Linked DNA regions of Macaca mulatta: region 2 is linked to region 1. Evidence: chromatin contacts called from public Hi-C data. All regions are on one chromosome and are shown on one strand. Each heading gives the region's core, a stretch centred on a gene start, on an enhancer-like site or on the middle of the called end of the contact. The rest is flanking DNA. Distances are from core to core; before and after follow the strand shown.

What was found. A called contact is a pair of places that touch in the nucleus more often than the background predicts.
Region 2: a contact with region 1 is called in a Hi-C map of liver, with 2.5 times the contacts expected there. The contact joins the promoter of MEIS2 here to the promoter of CDIN1 in region 1. A contact is called at or near these places in 2 of 14 Hi-C or Micro-C datasets (fetal cortex germinal zone and liver).

What each region holds. Positions count from the first base shown.
Region 1 is chr7:13,889,507-13,894,586 of T2T-MMU8v2.0, forward strand. CDIN1 (CDAN1 interacting nuclease 1) reads left to right here and starts at 1,318. Exons shown (of 12, transcript XR_013395314.1): 1 at 1,318-1,655.
Region 2 is chr7:14,429,294-14,433,826 of T2T-MMU8v2.0, forward strand. It overlaps MEIS2 (Meis homeobox 2), which reads right to left and starts at 1,724. Exons shown (of 13, transcript XM_077938694.1): 1 at 1,251-1,724. It overlaps LOC106999136 (a long non-coding RNA gene), which reads left to right and starts at 2,545. Exons shown (of 3, transcript XR_001445833.3): 1 at 2,545-3,115.

The DNA of each region.
Region 1 (5,080 bases), core at 68-2,567:
CCCATGCTCGGGCCAAGTGGCTCATGCCTGTAATCCTAGCACTGTGGGAGGTAGAGGCTGGAGCACCACTTCCGGTCAGGAGTTTTGAGACCAGCCTGGTCAATAGAGGGAGACTTCATCTCCAGAGAAAATTTTTAAAATTAGCCAGGTGTAGTGGCATGTGCCTGTAGTCCCAACTACTCGGGAGGCTGAGGTGGGAAGATTGCTGGAGCCCAGGAGTTCGAGGGTGCAGAGAGCCATGATGGAGCCACCGCACTCCAGCCTGGGCGACAGAGTAAGACCCCATCTCTAAATCAAACATACACAGATAAAACACCCCCATGAATTAAATCAGTTTTACAGACAAAAGAAATGAGGCTTCGATGGATTCAGGAATTTATTCAAGGAGGTGTATCTAAAACTTCCAACCCAGGCATTAATCCAGGCGAAAAATTTTAAACCACTTACAGGTTCTCTAAAGTCTAAGCACCTTTGCTTTCATTTGCTTAACTTGTTGAAATCAGAAGAGAAACACAACACACGACCTTCTAAGAACCAAAGAGATTTTAGAAAAGAGATTACAGGAGGGACTGATATCCCAATAAATCGCTTTAGGACAACCGAGATCCATTCATAATATGTATGGAAAACAAAAAAAGATTGGCTCATTACTCCAAATATTTATTGAGCGCCTACTATTTTCTGAGAATTGGATTACAAAGACAATAAGATGCGATTTTAGTCCTTAAGCAGCTCACTGCAAGGAGTGAAAGTGACATTCTTTACTGCCGGCTGTTTGATGACGTCGGATTTGTTTCAAGTCTGCTTCTCAAGGACAAAATTGCCTTCCACGCGATGTACAGAAGTTGTAGGACTTCCTCAACACAAGCTAAACTATGTTTACAGCGACCCTAGTGAGTTTTCCTGCTCGACCCACGACAGACTTGGTGGAGTGAAGACGTGGTTTCTCGGCAGGCCGGTCTCCACTCCGAGGAGCGCTCAAACTGGCGCGTTAGGAAGTGTATTCAAATCGCGCGCTCGGGCAGGGGCTTTCGGGGGCTCTCGCTGAAGGATCGCGGGGCACTCATGAGACCTGCCTCCTCGTCTGTGCGTCAGGCCGCCCTGGCTTCTAGTAATTGCGAGAGTACAAAGCATTCCTTGTTGATCCTTTGATCCCAGGTGGGTGATGCCTGGGATACCTATTTGCCCGCTGAAACTCTGGCGCGGCGCCTTTCCAAGGGTGGCTGCTACTTCCTGGTTGGTTTGCCCTTAACTGACATGGCGGCTAGTTGCCTTCGGCCGCACCCACTGCGGCTGCTCAGTAAGCCAAGCACGAGCACTCGGGTGTACAGCCCGCCCCCGCCGCGGAGGTGCCGGTGGAGCTTGAGAGCGGGCGAGTCTCCGCCCCGCTTTTGCAGCTAGGGGTGTGTTTCAGGGGGGATTGGGGCAAACCAAGCAGGCGAGGACCCGGGCCTGTGCCGCTGTTTGCCTATCCCTCATCCCTCGGCACCAAGGCTACTCGAGCCCCAGGGTGTTTTTTCCTTGTTCCCGTCACCTCCTGGTCCCTGGCCCAACATGATACTGACCAAAGCTCAGTACGAGGAGATAGCCCAGTGCCTAGTGTCTGTGCCGCCCACCAGGCAGAGCCTGAGGAAGCTGAAGCAGAGGTTTCCCAGGTAAGTGTCCATCTCTCCCCTCTCACAGCCCTTTGCCTGCAGCAGCAGTGCCTGGGCCGCCCAGGCAGCGCTTGGGAACCACGTGTCACACATTAGTGGGGAGGAACACCAGTGTCAGGCGTTAGGAGGTCAAGGTTGGCGAAAAATGGTTTCTTCTTTCACTCGCCTTCCGCACAAAACTCTTAACGATGAGTGCATGGCAGCCTCCCAAGGCCTTGCAATTAAATTCAAGTCAACAGACATTTATAGAAGACGTGGTATGTGCTAGGTGATGGGTGCACATAGTAGGTGCTTCATAAATGACCAGAGGTTAATTGACAGATACTAGGAATGAATGATGGCTGGGAATATGAATTGTAGATTCGAAAGGAGGAAATGGAGAACCCTTTTCAATTGGCCACTGGAAACAAACAAGGGAGTATAGGGGTAAAGCGGCTTCATACTGTTTGACTGTGGCTTGTATTGTTGACTGTGGAATTAAGTGACCTCAAGGGCTCTCAATCCAATCAGAGAGCAGGGTACCCCAGGGATTCCGCTCTTGGGTCTTTGGCCATTTGAACAACCAGATCTGAAGTTTCTCCATATATATTATATATACACACATTCCAGGTGTATTTCATACTTCCGTCCTCCCCCAAACACTTCTTTTTTCAGCGATTTTAGAATTATCCAACTTTCTAAGAAAGGACTTTGGGAATGATATAGATTTCTAATTTTAGTGAAGTGGAAACTGAGACCCAAACATTACATGAGGAACCAGTTGAGGGCAACCAGGTCACTGTATTTATGTTGTGTTAAAAAGCAGATAATTTTTTTTAAAACTTTTTTTCCTAATGAAAAACCAAATCCAAACCTGTACCGTTTAGTTTTGTGGCGCTGAGCATGGTTATCCCTAATGGAGAGCTTCCCCATCCTTGACGTATTCAGCCCCCAAGCAAACATCACCACAGAAGTAATTTCTTGAGGAAAGAGAGGTTATTGGATAATACGTATTAAAGTACAAATTGAAGCATAAATTTGAGTTCTGTTATGACTTCACTTTTTGAAGGACTTGGTTTTCCCAGTCTGTAAAATGAAGGAGTCTCTTTCCAATATTATCCAGATTTGATTTAGGGCAATATTTATCCCTTTATAGCTTTTAGTATTTTATCAGACTTGCTAAGAAGGAACAAAATTGACATATAATTTAATTTTCTGTCATTAACTCTTGCCAGTTCTGCACATGAACAGTGAAATGAGTAAAGACTAGTCAGCCAAGGGAATAGGTAGATTTTTCTGGGCACTTTTAAGAGAAAGCATACATTTTGATATTCTCCTCTCACTATGTGTGCAATCACTTGCAATTTTGCTTTTCTTTCTCTTCCTCTCCGTCTTTTTCTCTTTTTCTTTCTTTTCTCTAGCAAATACCTTGTCTACATAATAAGTAAGTGTCTGTTACTTTATCAACACTTTTTTTTTTTTTTTTTTGAGAGGGAGTCTCGCTCTGTCGCCCAGGCTGAAGTGCGGTGGCGAGATCTCTGCTCACTGCAAGCTCCGCCTCCCGGGTTCACGCCATTCTCCTGCCTCAGCCTCCCGAGTAGCTGGGACTACAGGCTCCCGCCACCTCGCCCGGCTAGTTTTTTGTATTTTTTAGTAGAGACGGGGTTTCCCCGGGTTAGCCAGGATGGTCTCGATCTCCTGACCTCGTGATCCGCCCGTCTCGGCCTCCCAAAGTGCTGGGATTACAGGCTTGAGCCACCGCGCCCGGCCTTTATCAACACTTATGAAAGGTTCTCTTCCTGTGGGACACCATGCTGTCTGGCGTATTCTCTTATGCTCTTTTCTTTCTTATTCATGATATACTCAAATCTTTTTCACTTCTCCCAAATGCCATACAGGGAATAAATAACTAACTCTCCTTCCACAGGAAAGTTTATTTAGAGAGAGCTGAACTACTAATCCACAAAAGAGGGGATTAAAGAGCTATTTAGGGGTGGGTGTGGTGGCTCACGCCTGTAATCCCAGTGCTTTGGGAGGCCAAGACGGGAGGATCGCTTGAGGCCAGGAGTTCAAGATCAGACTGGGCAACATAGCAAAACCCTGTCTCTAATAAAAATCCAGAAAAGTAGCTGGGTGTGGTGGCATGTGCCTTTAGACCCAGACACAGCTACTGCAGAGGCCGAGGTGGGTGAATCACCATATCAAGGTGATTGTTACCTTACTATATGATAATCCATTGGCCTATTTTGAACTTTGAATGGATCTTTTACCCATGCCTGATTTGTTATCATGCATTATTCCTTTGTAAAATGTTGCTTATGAGTTATGCAGATCTTCCAAATGTTGTCACCTTTCATTGTACAGTATCAAAAAATTACATTTGTTAATATCATCTCTAATCTTAGCAGAAGTCTGTAAGATTTGAAGCTGTCAAGCTTGTGGTGATGGATATGAGCATTCCAGTATGTGAATTTTCCCTTGAAAGCTCAAATTTTATCATTAACAACAAATGCTATCAGTTGTTTTCCTTGAAATGACAGGCTCACGTTGTTTATTTTTGAGAAAATGTCTGCCAGATACTTAAATCTGAATAATCGTACTTGGTTATCATTCATTCAAGTAAAAATGGTGTTCCATAGAAAAGTAGCTAGTTCAGCTCTCAAACAATCATACAAGTGCTTTCCTGGGAGTCAACCATCATACTTTGATAAGAAGTATATGTGCTTTGTATTTACTCCAGTCATACAGAATGTTAAAAGGTTATATATTCAAGGGTTGAGATTTAATGCAATTAATAAGTGAATAAACTTAAGTGAAAGTCTTTTGTTTTTGTTTTTTTCCTGCACCTGTGTGGCAGTAAATACAGTGACCACTAGTACAGTTATGGTGCCTTGATTGGTGCCTTGATTTATGCTCAGGAGCTGGCAGTTTCACCCACCATCGTTTTTGTACCGTAAGTCCAAATGTGAATATAGAGCAAAAGGCAAATAATGTCTTGCTATTTTTATAAAAAGAGTGGTGTTGACCCTGGAGACCTGTGAGAGGGTCTCAGGGACTCTAAGTCCACAGCGACACTTTGACAATCAATAGCTAATTCAAAGCAAAGGATAATTATGTTTTCAAGGGTTTTGATGTATATTGACAAATTTAAAAAAATTGTACTAGTCCTTTTACTAGCAGAGCATGGGAGTGTCTGTCTCTGCAACTTTTCCAGTATGGAGGGGAGTCATTATTTAATCTTTAATATGTTCAATCAAGAATATGTTCAATCAATCAATCTTGTAGTTAGCATTTTAAAAATTATTATAGATTGTACCTTTTTGCAAATTTTTTTTGACCATTTAATTTTCTTTTGAAATACCTATTTGGTATTCTTTGCCTAATTTTCTGTTGGCATGTTCGTTGTTATTGTTTATTGATTTATTACTTATTGATCTGCATATGTT
Region 2 (4,533 bases), core at 474-2,973, 540 kb after region 1:
TTTTTTTTTCTGTGATATTTCTTCTTTTTCTCTTTTTTCCTCTTCTTCCTCCTCCTCCTGATCTTCCTCCTCCTCCTCCACCTCCTCCTCCCCCCACCCCTCCTCCTCCTCTTCGGTCCTCCTTTCCCACTCTTTCTCTTCTCTTCCCCTCAGTTGGAAAAAAAAAAAAGAAAGAAAGAAAAGAAAAAGAAGAAAAAGAAGAAAAAAATTGTCAAGCCCCCGAACTGAAGGTTACGAGCGGCCCGTCAGCAGCCCACATGTAACCGAACTGTCGTGTTTCATGGCTTTTTGCCACTCCAGCTGTCAATCAAAGCCCGGAATGTCAAGGTAGTGAATGAATGATGGTTGATGATGATGAAGAGGAGGAATCTTTCAGACCCGTTTTTTTCTTCCAGTAAAACTCCGCGAGGGGTTTCTGCTTCTTGAATTTTTTCCTCCCCCCTCCCCCCTTTTTTAGCTTTGCCCCCGCGGTATCTATAATACGATCCTCTCTCTTTAAAGTATTGTTCAAAGAAAGCAGTGAGAAAAATCAAGAAAAAAAATGAATAGTTTGCAAAAATTGGACTTCCTCCCCCCCTTTCCTGGTAGGTATTTTGTCTCTCCCTCTCTCTCTTTCTCGCTCGCTCGCTCGCTCTCACTCGCGCTCGCTCTCTCGCGCTCGCTCTCTCTCGCTCTCTTTCTCTCTCTGGGAGATGAGTGAGTGTCAGTAGGTGTTGGCAGGTTGGCTGCTGCCTGGCTTATTGAAGAGCCTCAGTTTGGCGGCGCGGGTCGGCGGCGGGAGAACGAAATGACGGAACCCGGAAGTCGTGGTGGCCATAGCCCGTCGTACGGCGGAGACACATCCCGGGAGTGGGGAGCGGGAGCGAGGAGGAGCGCGCCGCGCGGAGCCTCTGATATGCAACGAGTGCGATCGGACAGCCCCGGCTGGGGGGGCGGGGGAGGCGGGGGGCGGGAGGGGGAGGGGAGGCTCGAGCCGGGCGGACCCGAGCAAATCAGCGAGCCTGCTCCTCCACGGGGATGGGGAACGGCGGGGGGAGGAAGGGGAGAGTGTGTGTGTGTGTGTGTGAGAGTGTGTGTGTGTGCGTGCGCGTGTGTGTGTTGTGCGCGCGCGCGAACAGGGAGAGAGGGAGAGGGGGAGAGAGAGAGAAGAGGACAGGGAGAGCGCAGAGAGGAAAACTGCAGAAAACCACAGGGAAAGTACGGTACCGCCTCAGATCTTTTCATTTTTTTTTTTTTTTTCAAAAACTTACTTCTAGTTCATTTTCCCATCACTCCCGGCTCCTGCCTAACCGGGTCTTGTCGGAGACGTTTGGCATGGCGCTCTAGCTTTTGTTCCTTTTAATTCCGCGGCCTCCCTCTCCTCTGCCCGCCGATTACAGCACCCCGAAGGCTTCCTGCTAACGTCCAAGGGCAGCAAGCTCTGCAGACCGTACCATTGCCGGGCTAAATTTTTTATTAAGTGGCACTTTCTTTTCTGCGCAGATCCAGCAACCTTGTCAATACTCATTTTTTTCCAGGAACAGAAGAGACCAGCTTAATTCAGAGCACACTCCTTCCCAGCGGTGCGGACAAGGGGCCACCCCGAGAGTCTTTGGGGGCTGCGGCGGAATCGGGAGGGAGGAAGTGAAGAGAGAGTCATTTGGGTCCGATGTAACCAAGGGCGTGTGTGTGTGTGTGTGTGTGTGCGCGCGCGCGCGCGCGCGACGAGTGTGCGTCTCCAAAGTGGATCTTACTCAGAGCTGGGAAGCACAGGAGGGAAAGAGGGGGAGAAAGAAGTTGCCGGGCGAGGAGGAGTGGCCGGCGCTCACAGCCCAGCTTTGTTGTGGTCGCCCGAGGCGCAGCGGCGGGCCGCGGTAACGCCTGCTAAGGGCTGTGTTAATTACACAGGGGCGATTTCGCGGGGTCAGGAAGATGGGGCCAGCTCCGAAAGAACTTTTCCAAAAAGGAAAAGGAAAGGAAAGGAACTACCCCACACCGTTTGGGTGGAAACTAGTTGTTGCCGGTGTCTGGTCCTCCCTGGCCCAAGCTGCACCAGGCTTCACCTCTGCGCCGCTGGTTTCCCGGCGGCCGCGCGTCAATCACGACGAGCCCGGAGTTGGGGGCGGAGCCACGGTCACCCGGCGCGAGCCGCGCAGCCTAGCAGCCCCCGCCGCGCCTCGGCCCCGTGTGGCGCGGCCCGGCCGGGACAGGCGCTGGAAGCGCGCCCTCTCCCCAACTTCTCGCTCTCGCCCTCCGAGTCCCTGGCCCAGAGAGTGGAAAGCGGACTGTTGTTCCCCCACAGCCGCATCCCTCCCCAACTTTGAACCCATTCTGGGAAGTGGAGAGTAGAGTGTCTTCCGCGCGCCGCGTCTATCCGACTTTCCCGCGGAGGGAGGGTGGGGTGGGGGAGGTTGATTAGAGAGAATAAAGTACTGTGTGTGCGTGTGTGTGTGGTGTGTGTGTGTGTGTGTGAGAGAGAGAGAGAGAGAGAGAGAAAGAGCGGGGAGGAGGGCGGGTGGGAGGGCTCTTTTTTTTTTTTGGCCCCCTTTCCATTTTCACTGCTTCACTGTAAGCTTTCGAGCAACAGAAACTAGGCTAAGATTGCAGACTGCAGAGACTCCAAGCGGAGTCGGAGAAATTTGGCCTCGTTTTAATAGGGCTGAGGAATGAACTCGGGAGGTCAATAAAGCCCTCCAAAAATGATGAATGATTGAGCACCTGTGATGATGATAGTGATTACCAGAGCAATTAAACAGTTTGATTAAATGAGCCATCATAACAATGATGTCTGCGGGAAATCGGCCCTCACATATAAAGAAAGATAGTGCGAAGGGGCTGGCAGAGGCGCGGATAGCGCGACGCCAGGGAGAGGGGCTGCGGGCCGCGAGGTTTCTGCCCAGTGGCCCGAGCAGGGACGGCCGGACTCACGGAGCTTCAGGGAGGAGAGTGTAGCCCCGGTTTTCAGCCACTCTTTTTGCCCGGCTTCAAGCCTGCTAGAGCCGACGGGTAGGAAATCTGAAGGTTGGGGGGAGGGTACTTCCTCCACGTACTCTTTTTTTTTTTTCCTAGAAGAACTACAAGATTAAAAGTATCCTTCTTATTTGTTGCTGAGTTGCTCGTCGACATTTAAGAGAAGGTGAGTAAAAAAGAAAAGAAGATGAAAGAGAAAAGAAAAAGTTGGTCTGCAGAATTTTATTTCAATCGACAGGCGAGTTCAGTTTAGCCGGGACCGGGAGGTTTGAGAGGGCGGCGGGGTGTGGAGGGGAAAAAACCACAGTCTGCTCTCGCGGCGGAGCGTTTTCGACTTTGCAAAGCTGTTGATGTTGGTGGGTCCAAGTTCCCGGTGCAGCGCCGCTGGCTGAGAAGTTTGTACTGTTTTTACTCTTCTCATTATTCTTAAATTCAGTTTAGGAATTTAAGTTTATCGTCGCCAATAGGATTATTGTTGTTTCAAATGTCTTGTTCAATAAGTGCCAGTAACGTTTCTTTTTAAAGGAGACTCCTCAGTGTCCTTGATAAACCTTTTTTGTAAAGATCAACTTCACGCGGAACTTCTGCCTTGCAGGGTTTAAACATTCAACATTGCTACCTTCTGTTTCTTTTTCTGTTTTTACAGTGATACTGTAAAGTGAGTTAGCATCTCTATAGCTTTCATTTAAAAAAACTTAAGTCGCATTTCTAGAAAAACGTTCCTTCCCTGGCAGTGTAAGTAAAAACAATTCAGACAGATTGATGATTTCTATATTTTTTCTTTCTTTATTTTCTTTTTCTTTTCTTTTTTTTTTTTCTGAGACGGAATCTCGCCGTGTCGCCCAGGCTGGAGTGCAGTGGCGCGATTTCGGCTCACTACAACCTCCGCCTCCCGGGTTCAAGCGATTCTCCTGCCTCAGCCTCTTGAGGAGCTGGGATTACAGGCGTGCGCCACCACGCCTGGCTAATTTTTTGTGTCTTTAGTAGAGACGGGTGGGGGGGGGGGGTTTCACCATGTTGGCCAGACTGGTCTCGAACTCTTGACCTCGTGTTCCACCCGCCTCGGCCTCTCAAAGTGCTCGAATTACAGGCGTGAGCCATCCCACCCGGCCGATTTCTGTATTTTCAAACAATCGTAAGCTAATAATAAGTTGATTATCCAGTGATAATCTTGGGTTTTACAAAAAAAGAAAAGTTTAAACTTTCTTTTCATGTGTCTTCATCAGATGCAGAAGGCATTTTTAACCTTAACGCCTTTCTCTCTCTCTTTTTCATATTCTTAACGTCTTTTGCATTTTATTGAATACATTAAAGCAAACAACAGGGACAATATGGTTAGGTGTAGGAGGGAGAGAGAAATATGACATTTTAAGATATTGTCAAAAAATCATATTTAACTTCAACGACTTTTAGTTTAAAAAGTGTGAGAGTGTTAAAAGTGCATTCCTACTGGAGGAAATCTGTCTTTTAAAAATTTGCCAGTTGTCTCAGGGGAGAACCCAGAATTTCTTTGAACGAAAGAGATCTTACTTACCTAGTTGCATGTCACTTATGAAACTGTTAGTTTAAAATAGAAGTCCTAGT